2 separate regions of the Columba livia genome follow, and region 1 is linked to region 2. Evidence: chromatin contacts called from public Hi-C data. All regions are on one chromosome and are shown on one strand. Each heading gives the region's core, a stretch centred on a gene start, on an enhancer-like site or on the middle of the called end of the contact. The rest is flanking DNA. Distances are from core to core; before and after follow the strand shown.

Region 1 (6,501 bases), core at 1,919-4,418, 130 kb before region 2:
CACCTCACAGGCTCCTTGTCCCTGCAGGAGGGTCCCTGGACGGTGACAGCCCTGGGGACCCGGAGCTGTACGTGCGGTGGCTGCAGATCGTGACGTTCCTGCCCGTGATGGCTTTCGGCACGCCGCCCTGGCTCTGCTGCGACGCCTGGGTACGTACCCGCGGTCCCATGTCACAAATGCCCCCAGAAGCCATCCCGGACCCCCCTGGGGAAAGCTGAGCCTAAAACCCTGTTCGTGCTGCCCACACAGTCCTGCTCCCTGGCCTGGATTGCTATGCGCTCACCACAGCGGTTTTGCTGCAAAATGAACGTTTTTGTGGCTTTATACTTCATGGCTGTGTGCAACCACGGGGCTGGAATCCACACCACCTGCAGAAATGACAGAGTCATTGCACGTCTCTCTCCCTTTTATTTTTTTTTTACTATAGTTTGATCAATTAGTTAATACCTACAGTTTAATTACAGTTTGATCAGTTACTATCTACAGTAGACTGAAGATCCACAGATCCACATTCAAGAGCTTTTTAAACCGTTGGAGGCATTTCCCAGGGATGTCACCTTCAGGCCAATAAAAGGGGAGAGCAGTTCTTAAAATTGGGGGCTCAGGGGAAAACATCATTAAATCTCTTTGCAAACAGCAAAAGAGTTCGGTGTTTCGATTTGGGACATCTCCACCCCCCTGGGTATCACTGCCAGCTGCTGCTCCCAGAGTTCACATCTAAGTGGGAATAAATACCCTGTATCAATTCTCTTTGCACTTGGTCAGCTGCCATAACTTGATCAGGACATCGCGATTCCGTCATTTCTCTTCCCGGCAGGTCCTGAACCTCACCCGCCAATGCATCCAGCGGCACCGGGACCTGGTTGTGCCCCTCATCAGAAAATACAGCGAGGAGTGGCTCAGCTCGGGGTCCCCCATCTTCCGGCCGCCGTGGTGGCTCAGTCCCAGCGACCCAACCGCCTTCACCATCGAGGACGAATTTCTCATTGGAGACGAGGTAGGAAATGTGGGGACTGAATGTCCCCGAAGGGTAATTGGGGACAAATATCTGCACTCTCTCTTTGCATCCTCCGTGAGCTCGTATGGAAGGTGTGTGAAAGCAAAGCGCTGGTGGGGCCATCAGCTCCTTCAGCTTTGCAATTTATTCACAATGAAAAGTCAACAAGACTATTTTGTTTTTGTTTTGATATATACATTTATTTATTTATTGATGTATTTCCTGCAGGTGCTGGTTGCCCCGATAACAGAGAAGGGGCAGAGGTGGCGAGACATCTACCTGCCAGGCGCAGGGCAGGTGTGGACGGACGCCCGCACCGCGCGCGCGTTCCACGGCGGCACCGTCCTCAGGAATTACTCCGCCGGCCTCGCCGAGGTGCCGTTTTTCGTGAGGACCTCCTGAAGTCACAGACTGGCCGGGATGCGCTCGCTCGTCCTTGAGACTATTTCAGCCTATTTGCACTTTTCTACGAACCCTTTTTTATTATTTCAGCAGAAATTGTTTGCCTCTTTTGTTATTCATTGTTATTCTAAAATAGCGGAAATACAGCTTTGGCACAACCGTACACCCACGCGGAACGCTGTCCTATACCTTTCCTGGGTTCTCCTGGTGAAATGTTTGTGTTCTTCAAGATGTCTCCCATCAGTGACCCCAAAAGACGGGTGTCTCAATAACATTTCCAATTAAACATTTGTATCTTTTCCCCGGGTCAGGGCCTGCTGGCTATCTATTTAACTCCCTATGTAGCAGAGGTGTAAACTCCATAGTAAGCCAGAAGCCGTTCTGAGGGTATGATCTTATTGCTAATTACCTCTGGTGATGCTTTATGAGAATGTGGGCATTTCAGTCACTGCCTGTGCTTTATCACAGCTGCTGTGGTGCTGCCGAGCCTCCCTGGGGACAGCCACGGCTCCTCCAGCTGTGCCACACAGCTGGATCTGGAAGCCTCTCTCCGAGGTCCCTCTTGCTGCGTTCCCATTTCCAGGTTCTTCTTGCTCATCTCTCGTTTGCTGCTCGTCAAGATAAATGATATGAAGGCTCTGGGTCTCCACCCCCTGGGACAGAACTGCTGGAATACCGGAATAAAGGTTGGTGGAAACAATTGCTTGCCCTGTATCTTGGGTTAAGGGGACAGAAATTATTCTGTGGTGTTCCCTCCTTGTTTACAGCTATGGAAAAAACGAAGCTATCCTAAATGAAGAGCTGGATACACCAGGAGGGTGGGAGCGCTTCTCCCCCGAGCTGTGGGCTGAGCAGCCCCGGTGCTGGGCTAGCCCTGCGCTCCAGGACCACAAAGGCCATTTCCACCCTAAATGATTCAATTATTGTGTATGTAGGAAACAATTATTTTGCAAATATAATAGGCCCAGGCAGGATCTCTTGGCAAAGCATATTTTAATAACGATTTTGCAAGACCGGGTGTTATACCTAAAGGTAGGCACACCTATTAGGGCAGAAAGCCCCTGCTTATATCTCCCCAAAATCCCGGCCACCGTTTCCCTCCCCTGTTCCCCATTGGTTGGGTACTTCAGGGTTTACAGACTATCCCGGTGCACACAATACCCTTCCCCTTATCAATCTGTTTAAGATATGGATTCCTGGTACTCTGGCTACACTTCCCCCTAAATTAACTTATCAATACCGGTATCAGTATGTATGCAGGTGTCAGTACACATTCCGGGAAGAGACTGTGTATTACATGAAGAATTCATAGTCCGATGTCTCTCGGTCCTTCCCCCCTGCTGCGGTCAGGCGCCAGGTCCTCACTCATGTGAAAACAACAGTTCTTCGTTAAATGTTCCTACCATGTGTTTAGGACATCTCGCAGCGCCCCGGCCGGGCCCTGCTGCGGCCTCCTCAGGACCCGGCTGCCCGGGGCGCACAGCCGCCTCCCCGCGCCCCGAGCACCGGAACGTTTGCTCCGGAGCGTTTGTTCTCACACCGACACGAATCTGGACAAAAACACCCCAAAACTGCGCCGAGCGCACCCCCCGCTCCCCGGCACCGCTCCGGCCGCGGCGGCGCAGAGCCCGACGGGAGTTGTAGTGCCTCGGCGGCCCGGCGCCTCTTGCGGCTGCCGCCAGAAAACTACATCTCCCAGCAAACACCGCGCCGCGCCACGCCCGCTGGCAGCGGCCCCTGCGGCAGGAAGCGCGGTGCACCATGGTACTTGTAGTCCAGCTGCCGGCGCTGCCGCCGTGGCGGCAGCCGGCAGAAACTCCATTTCCCGGCAGGCAGCGCGGCAGGGCCGGGGCGCCGGGCAGGGCCGCCATGGCGGTGGATAAGGATGTGCTGGAGCTGGACCTGTATGGCCTGCTGGGCATCGGCGAGAAAGCGTCGGAGAAGGAGGTGAGGGCCGGGGGGAGGTCATACCGGGGGCCCCCCCTCTCTCCCCGCTCTGGGCGTCTCCGCCCCCGCCTTCCCCTCAGTGCCGGGCAGGAGGCGGCTGGGCCGCGGCTCCGTGTTGCTGCTCCCTGGATACTGAGCTGAGCGATCGTTTCTCTCGCTGTGTTTGTTGTGTCCCCCCAGAGGGAAAGCTCCTCCTGCGCTTCCCAAAAATCCGATTGGTAGAGGTTGGTCCGGGTACTGTAGGTTCCCATAAGTCATTCTGTTAATTTTGTGAGTTTGGAATGATATATTTCCATTTTTTCTTTATAATTCAATTGGTAAGTCAATGCTGAGCACAAGACTTGAGAAGCTGAGCAGGGAAGGCGACCTTTTCGAGGGAAGTAATGCTTTGGGGCGAGCTATTAGTAACTGAACAGGGTTAAACTTGGCAGGAAGACTTTGATTTTCCTCCTTAGGCTTTCTCTTCGTTGGGTTTGGGTTTGGGTTTTGTTTCTTTCCTCTTCAGCACTAAAGCGCAGCAGCAGCTCAACAGGGTAAAGCTCGGCAGATGCAGTCTGGGCCTAACCGGTAAATATGTCTCAGGCTGCCTGGAAATCCCATGTGCATGAAGCACAAAATGGGAACGAGCCGAACGCAACACACAGGATTGAAAGAGAGGAAAGATTTCGAGTCACTGCTGAGCCCGTCACCGGGGGAAAAGGAGGAGAAAATGACAAACCGGGATGTTAAGAGGTGACTTCCCAGCACGGTGCCCACCAGGTGGTGCCAGGACACCGCTCATTCCCCTCATTTTGGCAGCAGCACAGCAGTTTTTCTTCCTCTTCTTTCTTGCACGGTTTCCCCAACAAAGGGAACTCGGATTGTTAGAAGTGACGTAGTTCAGAAAGCTGTCAATGTTTCTGTGAAGTGTAGAAGAGATTAAGCGGTCTTTGGTCATAATTTCTTCACCTTGCCAACGTCAGTTGCTGCGTGGTAAATGGTGCCTTCTCCGTGCCGAAGTTCCGCCTGCGAAGGGCAGGTCACCCCTCTGCCCGAAAGCTCCTGGCCGAGCCAGCCGTGTGGGATGCTGAGGTGTGACGGCTGTAGCACAGCGCACCCCAAAGCCAAACCTCTGGCTTGGAGCAGCTGTCAGCGCTCCAGAAATGGTCCGTGTGTTCTGTCAGGCTTGGGGGAGATCCAGTCCTGCGCAGGAGTGTGGCTTTAACCAAAACCACCTACTTACGGTAGGAAGGTGTCTTTTAAGTTAGACAAAAACAACAACAAAGAAACCCTCTGAACAGTCATTTTTTGTTTCTGCAGCGTTGGTGCCTTGTTTCTGTTTCTATCCCGAGCTGCTTTTCTCCGCACAGCACCCGGCAGTGACACCCGCTTGTGGTCTTGCAGGTGAAGAAGGCGTACCGGCAGAAGGCCCTGACATGTCACCCCGACAAGAACCCGGACAACCCCCGAGCAGGTGAGGTGGCGCTGTGCACACACAAACAACCCTGTTTGCTTTCACACGCGCAGGCTCCTGGCGGCGGCTCCGCTTAACTCCACGCTGTCTGCGTGTCATTAGGTAAAGTGTATGTCATGGCAAGGATCCACGTGCAGGACTAAGGGCTATTTTCATCATGGTTAGAGAGCTCTGGGGTTTAGGGTTGAATGCACACGTGTTGGGTTTAGAAACGCCTGTGTTAAGTCAGTGCTGAAGTTTTATTTGCGCCTCTCAGAATCTTCCCACGTGGCAGTTGAATCCCAGACCTTTGACCGTGCTGTCCCCAGTGTTTAGTGGCTGCTCGGTGTTTTAATTCATACCTCTCAACAGTCAAAACTCCAATAGCAAGTTTATAAATCATATTACGTATGGATAATGCTGCTTTTTGTCTGTTAGAGACAAGGCCCTGGCCCTGCGGAGCCGAGCGTACCCGCCCTGTTCGCACTGGCCCTGCAGCTGCTCCGGTTCGGTTCTGTAGCTCCAGGGAGCGCTGAACAGCAGTGGGAGCTAGGAGGAAATTAAAAATACTGTATCTTGTGTTTTCCAGTTTGATAGGCTACAGTTTTATAGACTGGAAATGTATAACTCTAGTGCAGAGGAGAATTTTCCACCAGAAAAAAAATATTTTGGCAGGAATAAGAGGCAAACTGGGGCTTTGGTGTGTGCGGGAGGTTAGAGGCGATCTGGAGCATGTGGGGAGGCCTCTGGCTGAAACGTGTAACCTTCCAGGAAGAGGGTCGGTAATACCGACGTAAAGTGCAACGTTTGAATCTCAGGCTGAGAAGCTGCTGGTCCACAGGGGAGCGCCTGTCGGTAACCGTGTGTTGCAGCCCGAGTGATACGTTTCTGTACACGGCTTCTCTTGAATTCACATTTTCAGGATTTCTGTTCAAACGAAGTGGTCTCAGTTTTTGTTTCTTAATTTACACTGAAGCTGATGTAACACATGTCCTTTGGGCTGAGGTGATCCTGGCGGTGGGTCGCTTTCCAAGTGCTTTGGGAAGATTATTGTTCTCTCTGCTGTCCCGCAGGTCTCTTCCATGAGGATTGTGTTTGCTGGCTCGTCCCCAGGCTGCGCGCGTGGTTCTCTGCATCTCACCCTCTTTTCTTGTAATCCCCAGCGGAAGTTTTCCACCAGCTGTCCCAGGCCCTGGCCGTGCTGACGGACGCGGCAGCGAGGGTGAGGATGCTGGGGGCTGGGGGGCGGTGTTGGAAGTTCACTTCCCCCGTCCTGTTCTCTTCTGCGGCTGAGCCTTCCCGAACACAGCTCTGATCTGTTAGCCCCTGTAGCTGTCCATGAGGTCAAATAGCAGGTACCGGATAGGAACTCGGACAAATGTTATTTTTCTGGCAGTAGCTCTGTCCATGTGCTGTGCGGGTGAGATACTGTCTTTAATAACGTGTTAGACATGGATATATCCCGTTAAAAAAAATAAATAAGCACCGCTGCTTTGGGGGTACGTTACACTCCCACGGCAGCGGTGCATTTGCTGTTCCCTTGAAGTCAAGGTCTGACAAACAATATCTCAAAGCGTTTCCTGCCGCGGTGCACGGGAGACCTGTGAGCGGAAGAGCTGAATCACAGTGGCGATCTCTGTGCTGCTGCCGGAGCCCCGCAGGCCGCAGCTCCCCGTGCCGCGAGGAGCTCGGGCCTGGAAGTACCTGCACGTGACGCGGGAGG
Region 2 (6,705 bases), core at 2,981-5,480:
GGCAGCGAAGCCGTCAGTCCCGGCTCATCGGCTCATCGCCAGCACTCACAAAGCGCTCGATTCCCCCTGCAGCACCACGTTAAAGCCACGGGGCCGGAGCAATGGGAGGATGCGGGGAAAGAAACGATCCTCTCAGCTTTGGTGGGGAGGGATTGGCAGGTCCAGGAGTCACCGTGGCACAGAATAAACCCCCACCCACATACATTACAAAACTAATGAATACATAAAATGCTTCTTTGTGTTTGTGTTGAGGCAAGAAGACTAAGAAGGGACTAATGGCAAATTAAAATAAAATAACATTGCGGTAATTTAGAGGGAATTGGGAGCTGTCCATCTAACGAGGTGGAATTTGACTCCCCACACCCTGGCATGCTTCCGCAGGGATTTATCGACACCAAACCAGAAAAAACAAATGGAAGAAATGCAGTGACAAAACCTCACGTTGATTATTTGGGGGAGTTTTGAGCATTCAAGTGATAAAATGTAATAATGAAAAAGTTAAAAGGTCACCTTTTTATCCTGCTGGGTCACTGCAACCGAAAGGCGGAGAAAGGAGCTGCCGAGCTGGAACAGACCAGAGAGCAGAAACGTTCAACAGTTTGGTTAAACTGCACAGCTGATAACTCCGTGTTTGCTCCCCGGTTTGTCCTCGGGCTGCCCCGACCCCCGGCCCGCAGGGACCCGCTGCCAGCCCCGCAATTCACTCCTCATTATCCCACACCAGAGAAATAGCCGACGAAAGGAAGAGCCAACCCACCTGCCGAGGGACGCGGCTCCCTTCCCTTCCCTTCCCTTCCCTTCCCTTCCCTTCCCTTCCCTTCCCTTCCCTTCCCTTCCCTTCCCTTCCCTTCCCTTCCCTTCCCTTCCCTTCCCTTCCCTTCCCTTCCCTTCCCTTCCCTTCCCTTAATTCCCCTTCCTCCTCGGCAATCCTTTTTGGCCATGGCTAAAATGAAGCACCGCTAATGGAAACCTGATGGATTTTTCCCGTTTGCTGACTTGCAGCAAAGGAAACCAAAGGCAGCCCGTAGCCTCGACACAAGGTTTAGAGGTACGAGACACAACGCCTCTCGCTTCAGCTTTCGGGGGCTTTGCCACACTTGCTCATTTTTGACAAGTATGGGACAAACTTCTGCCCAAGCGAAAAGGGTTTGCGGGTTTTGCCTGCATCAAAGCCTCCTTACGGGAGGGTCCAAGCAGGTGGGAGGCTCTCTGCTTATATTTAAAGAGAAAAAGGTGATCAACGCTATCCAGGAAAGGAGCAAGAGACAGCCAAAGAAAAGCAAAATCCTTCTGTGTGCAATAAACTGGGTTCAAGAGACGAGAGACAGAAGGTTTAATAGAGAGAACAGAAGCTGCAGCAGATAAACAAACAAGCGGCACAAACCCCTAAAACTACTGCAAAATAAACATTTAATTAAAAACCCAGTCACTAAACAAGCAGGAGCCATTCCCTCAGCCTCGCAGCAGCAAAGGCAGTAAAATCGAACCAGCTTAGTCCTAGTTACAGAGACCTGAAGGTCAGGATTAATTAAAACTCAGCCCACCCACCATCGGCATCTGTTTCACGGAATGAAATCAGATTCCCAGCTGGCGTCTGGTGCCTTTGCTGGGGACAGGACATCTCCAGCCCCTCCAGCACCGGGCACCAAGCGTTCCAGACAGACAGAACTTGGGCAGGTTTCAGCCGGGGCGCAAGGAGAGCAAAGCCAGATTGGAACCCGTTTTGTGCGGGGCAGGTGGCTGCGGAGGTGAGGGCACAGCCGGCAGCTGCCTTGTACCAATTCCACAGGAATTCGGCACCTATTTTGCTGCCAAATCCTATTGCCCGCGTTGCGCAATCATCTGGAACACATTTCTTTCTCCACTTGTTACCGCTGCTCCAGCACCTAAATCACAAATTATCCGGGGCGGGAACTGCCTGTTTGGCACAGATTTATGCCAGGATTTGGCACGAGGGCGGAAGGCCCTTCCGAGAACACAGACACTAATAGCAAAGGAAGAGCACTAAGCAACAGACTCATTCCTATAAAAACTTTATTAGAAAAGAGGGCGCAGCCTCCCAGGAACGACATTATACATTATCTCCCCAACTTCTGCCATTGAACCGTCATAATTAAATAGGAGCAGCTATAAAAACAGTGTGTACATCTATAAAAGAAGGAGTAATCCCCACACCGCCACTGTGTGTTCCCAGGGCGGTTTGCGGGGTCACCCCCCAGGCTGTGAGCTTTGCTCTTCGCTTTCTGCCCTAAGAAGCAGGGCACTTCTTCATCTCGGCAGAACTCCGCACTGCTTTAATTCAGAGAGACAGAAAAGAGCAAGTTGTTATGGCTTGATATTGCATCTGATACCTAATGCTGGGTAAATAGCTGGTACTTTCAAACCTTAAAATCACACAAAAGTATTTTCGCTAGTGTTATTTCAACGGTAAATAATAATAATTCATAATAATATAATAATGAAAACCCAGAGGTACTAATACTGTCACAGAAAAGAGACCAGCCTCATCTAACTAGCACCTACAGATGAGAAAATAGAGGATAAATAGGGCCTAATTTATAAAAGCCTTTTCTCTAATTATACCTGAAAAACTACCCTGTCTAATGTAGGACCGGTTTTAACAGTGCTAATTTTTAGCACATCAGCCTCTACATTAAATCATAATTGCGATTCAGCTGCATACTATGTAGTGCAAAACACACAAAAAAAGCAGAAAAATATTTAAAATATACCCACTTCTCAATTTCCTTACAGATGTTTTCCATACCGTGCCATAAAAAAGCATTTAAAGCAAAATAGATATACAAAAGCTCTTGTGCTGAGGTCAGCGGCATATGTACACATTAAAATCGGGACTACAAAAAGTATCCTAGTAGCAAAGGCAATATATAATATCTTATATAAAGAGTGTTCGGAAAGTATAAACTCTGAGCTAATGCACAGCCGAGCGTGTCCCACGGGCCGGGCGGCAGCGTGTGCCGCACAGTGACGGCTGCGCTGGCAAACCTGGCGGAGCCCGCGCCCGACGCCGCCCCCAGCAGCTCATTGCCGGCAGAACTCGCTGGTGATGTTGGGGAGCGGGTAGGCGAAGAGGGAGAAATCCAGGATGTATTTGAGCAGCAGCTCCTTGATGAGGCGGCGCTGGGTGTTGCACAGGTAGTAGTGCAGCGTCTCGGCCGTCACCGGGTTGTACCAGGGCTGGCGCGCGGGGAAGCGGACGAAGGACGGCGAGCGCACCCGCTCCAGGACGTAGTTGGCGTCGGCGTTGAGGCGCTCGTAGGAGCCGATGAAGTCGTAGCGGACGGCGCAGGGCTGGCACAGGTTGTAGATGGGCATCCAGTGCTCGTTCATCCTCTCCACCTCCTCGTCCAGCAGGTACCGCAGGAACTCGGAGAAGGTCACGTCGTCGCCGGCCGAATTCCCCCCGTTCTTGCGGTAGCGCCTGACGATCTCCACCCCGTACCTCTGCTGGTACTCCTTGATCTCCCCAAATTTATTCCTGTAGGCCGACAGCAGCCTCTCCATGGGGTTCCGCACGAAGATGAACTTGTAGTAGTTCTTCAGGCGGTAGCTGATCTCCTCCGGCTTCATGTCCCCCAGGAACACCAAGTCGCTCTTGTGGTCCATCTTCAGCTTGACGTCCACGCTCTCCAGCGCCCCGTCCAGCACCTTGAGGATGCGTTTCCAGTTGGAGCAGGCCACCTTGGGCACGTAGCAGTACAAGAAGCGGTGCTTGTCGCTCACCAGGAGGTGCCGCAGCACCGTGCGCCGCTGCCCGGCCGGCAGCTCCCAGACGCTGCGGGGCATGGCCGGCTGCCCGCACAGCCCCCGCAGCGTCCGGTTGCGGACGTCCCGCAGCACCTCGGCCTCCAGCTCCCCGGGGGGCTCCGCATCCCCGCCCCGCCGCGCCGGCTCCCCCGCCGCGGGCTGCAGCGGCTTCACCTCGGCCAGGATGCCCTTCTCGATCATGAGCAGCAGCCCGCTGGAGGCCAGGATCACGGCGAACATCAGCATGGAGGGCAGCAGCGCCGCCCCGCCGCCCCGCGCCCGTGCCCGCCGGCGCCCACCGGCGGCCGCTCGGCGGGACTCGTCCCGCCGGGGCTCGGCGGGGAGCGGCGCCCGGGGGAACATGGCCGGGGGCGGCTCAGCCGCCGCGCCGCACGCCCGGGGGAGCTCGGCGGCTCCCGGCGCCGGGCGGCGGCCACGGAGGCGGAAGGGAGGCGGAGCGGCCGCCGGTAGTGACGGGAGCGGCGGCGGCACCGCCCCGCAGCCGGGTCCCTGCCGGGATGGAGCTTCCCCCGCCCCGCCGCCGGGTCCCTGCCGGGATGGAGCTTCCCCCGCCCCGCCGCCGGGTCCCTGCCGGGACGGGGCCGGTGGAGCTTCCCCCGCCCCGCCGCCGGGTCCCTGCCGGGATGGGCGGGTGGAGCCGCCCCCGCCCCGTCCAGCGCTGCGGTACCGGGGGTCGGTACCCGCCCGGCATCCCGCCCGTAACGGGCTGGGTAACACAACACGCTTCCCTTTCCCCAAAATACTTCTAAACTGTAAGTTAAAATCAAACCCTCCGGCGCTTACTGAGTCACAGCAGCACAGTTTGTAGCCCGGTGCTTCCCAGCTCGGCTTTAGCCCTTCGGTGGCTCTGTGCAGTGGCACAGCCTTTAATTAGGTGGCTGTAGCGGTTTTGGTAATATGAGGCCAAACTGGCCTTAATTAGCAGTTGTGCCACACTTAATTATTGCACTGCATAGAGGAGAAGGAGATGGGATTACCTGGTGAGCCCTCCACAGTGCCACCACCTGACAGCCAGAGGACACGATTCACTAAAACTTTGTAGGTATTTCCCCCAATCTGACGCTCTCCTAACGCCACCTAAGGAGCCGCTTAACCCCAAGGCTTTGTCCTAAGTAGCACAAAGCTGTGACCAGCAGCTTGTCATCCAGGCAGCCCGAGAGCCGGAGCACTCAGCCAGCCCTAAGGATGCTGTTTGCACATCCAGCGCTTTCCGCAGCACGAATCATTTCATACTGGCATTGTTCTGCATATTTTCCTTCAGCGCGCTCTCAGAACGTACCGCAGGGCCTGTGCGTCTTAACTAGTCTTGCAGGGACTCTCTCTGTCAAAAGCTTTCTTAACATCAAGAGAAAAAACAGCTTCCACTTAGTTTTCTTTGATCAAAAGCCAAGAGCGTTTTGTCAGCCAAGGCAGACAAAGCGTTTGTAGTGAAGTGCAAGAGCCTGGAGCTAGATTCTTTTACATTTTACCGGTTTATTTTGATGTAAATATAGCGTTAGCTCTAGGAAGAGGTGGTATATGTGCCCTGCCACCCGCAGCACCGCTGTAGATCTGCACACTCTGCAGCATTGCCAGATTCCTGCTCTGATTTCAGAGGGCAGGTCCAAGGATCTGCTCTTGATCTCAACACCAGCGTGAACTGTGGCTGCACCAACACATACAACCCGTGGCATGGAGAGGGGAATATATCGTATCATGGCCTGCACTGAAGCTGCACATTTCGTCCATAGGAATCCTGAGGTCCCTATAAATGGTGCAGAAGAGACACCCCCACCATTCACAACCCCAAGTGACAATAAATTGCAGCCGTGGGCATCCACAGCTCCCGGGACAGGCCCTGTCCGTGGAGGTGCTTTGCCACATCTCCATCGCCCTGGGCTGGAGCAGCCTCCTCCCCACAGTTGCTTCTCACAGGTATACAAGGCAACTCGCAGCACATTTAAAGACACTTTGAGATCCCAGCGTTTGCCTGCAGAGCACCGGAGCAGCAGCAAACCTCCCTCCCCAGGCAACCACCAGCTGCTGCCAAACAGCCCTCCAGCCATTTTCCTCACTGCTAATTCACACGAGCAGGAAAAGGACATTAAAATGCATCACTATTATATGCATTACAATATTATATGCGTTACCTTGAGCTGGTCTCCCAGCATCATTTGCGCAGGGCATACCTGGGTTTAAAGCAGGCTGCAGAATTCAGCCCTGGCCGTCAGAAATGGTGGCTTAACAGGGAAAGTGGGGCTGGAAGGACAGAGGGACAGCCCTGTCCTTGCGGCTGGGGGCGAGGCTGGACGCCGGTGGCCACCACAAGTACCGCACACGCCCTGCCAAGGCTCTGCCGGCCCTGCGGGTAAGATCACATATTAATTTTGGTCCAAGAAACCACAAAAACAGAAGAGTGCATGAGGCCCCCTTGAAAAACTCAGTGAAAGAAAGGAGGTGAAGAACAACAGTCTGTGCTGACGCCAACTTCCAAACAAGCAGCGCGGAGCGACAGGACCGCGGCTCCTGCAGCGGCAAACGAGCCCCTCGGAGCGGCCTGAGCGGCTCCAGATCCAGCAGTAAAGCAAGCAAAGGAAGAAGAGACCTGATGACTGCATGTCCAGAGATTGTCCAGGAGTTACTGTAACAGCCTCTTAACCGAGGGAATAAGCACAGGAGCCGTTTCACAATCAGCTCACTATGTAAGGCAGAGTTTCTTATATCTCATTAAAAAATTCTATTTGAACAAGTCAAACGTGCTGGGTGAGTATGCTAAATAATTCTGAGATTGTTATGATAGGCTCAGTCTATTGCCTCATAACAAAAATCGCTATTTTCAAGGAAAATGTGGTGCTGAAAGATCTGCTTATCTTACAACTGCAAATTAACTGATATGCAGCTGGCTGAACTTGCAAAGACCTTACGCCGAGCTTAGTG

The links. Hi-C and Micro-C count contacts between places; a contact is called where the count stands out from the background.
Region 1: a Hi-C map of crop shows a contact between it and region 2, with 1.9 times the contacts expected there. The contact joins the promoter of DNAJC17 here to the promoter of CHST14 in region 2. A contact is called at or near these places in 2 of 2 Hi-C or Micro-C datasets (crop and liver).

The regions. Positions count from the first base shown.
Region 1 is chr5:68,493,535-68,500,035 of bColLiv1.pat.W.v2, reverse strand. It overlaps DNAJC17 (DnaJ heat shock protein family (Hsp40) member C17), which reads left to right and starts at 3,168. Exons shown (of 12, transcript XR_010473193.1): 1 at 3,168-3,346; 2 at 4,730-4,799; 3 at 5,942-6,000. LOC102088074 (SITS-binding protein-like) reads left to right here. Exons shown (of 13, transcript XM_065065664.1): 11 at 28-149; 12 at 818-997; 13 at 1,226-1,698. The coding sequence ends at 1,399.
Region 2 is chr5:68,364,616-68,371,320 of bColLiv1.pat.W.v2, reverse strand. CHST14 (carbohydrate sulfotransferase 14) reads right to left here and starts at 4,230. Exons shown (of 1, transcript XM_005516055.3): 1 at 2,018-4,230. The coding sequence starts at 4,131. The coding sequence ends at 3,043.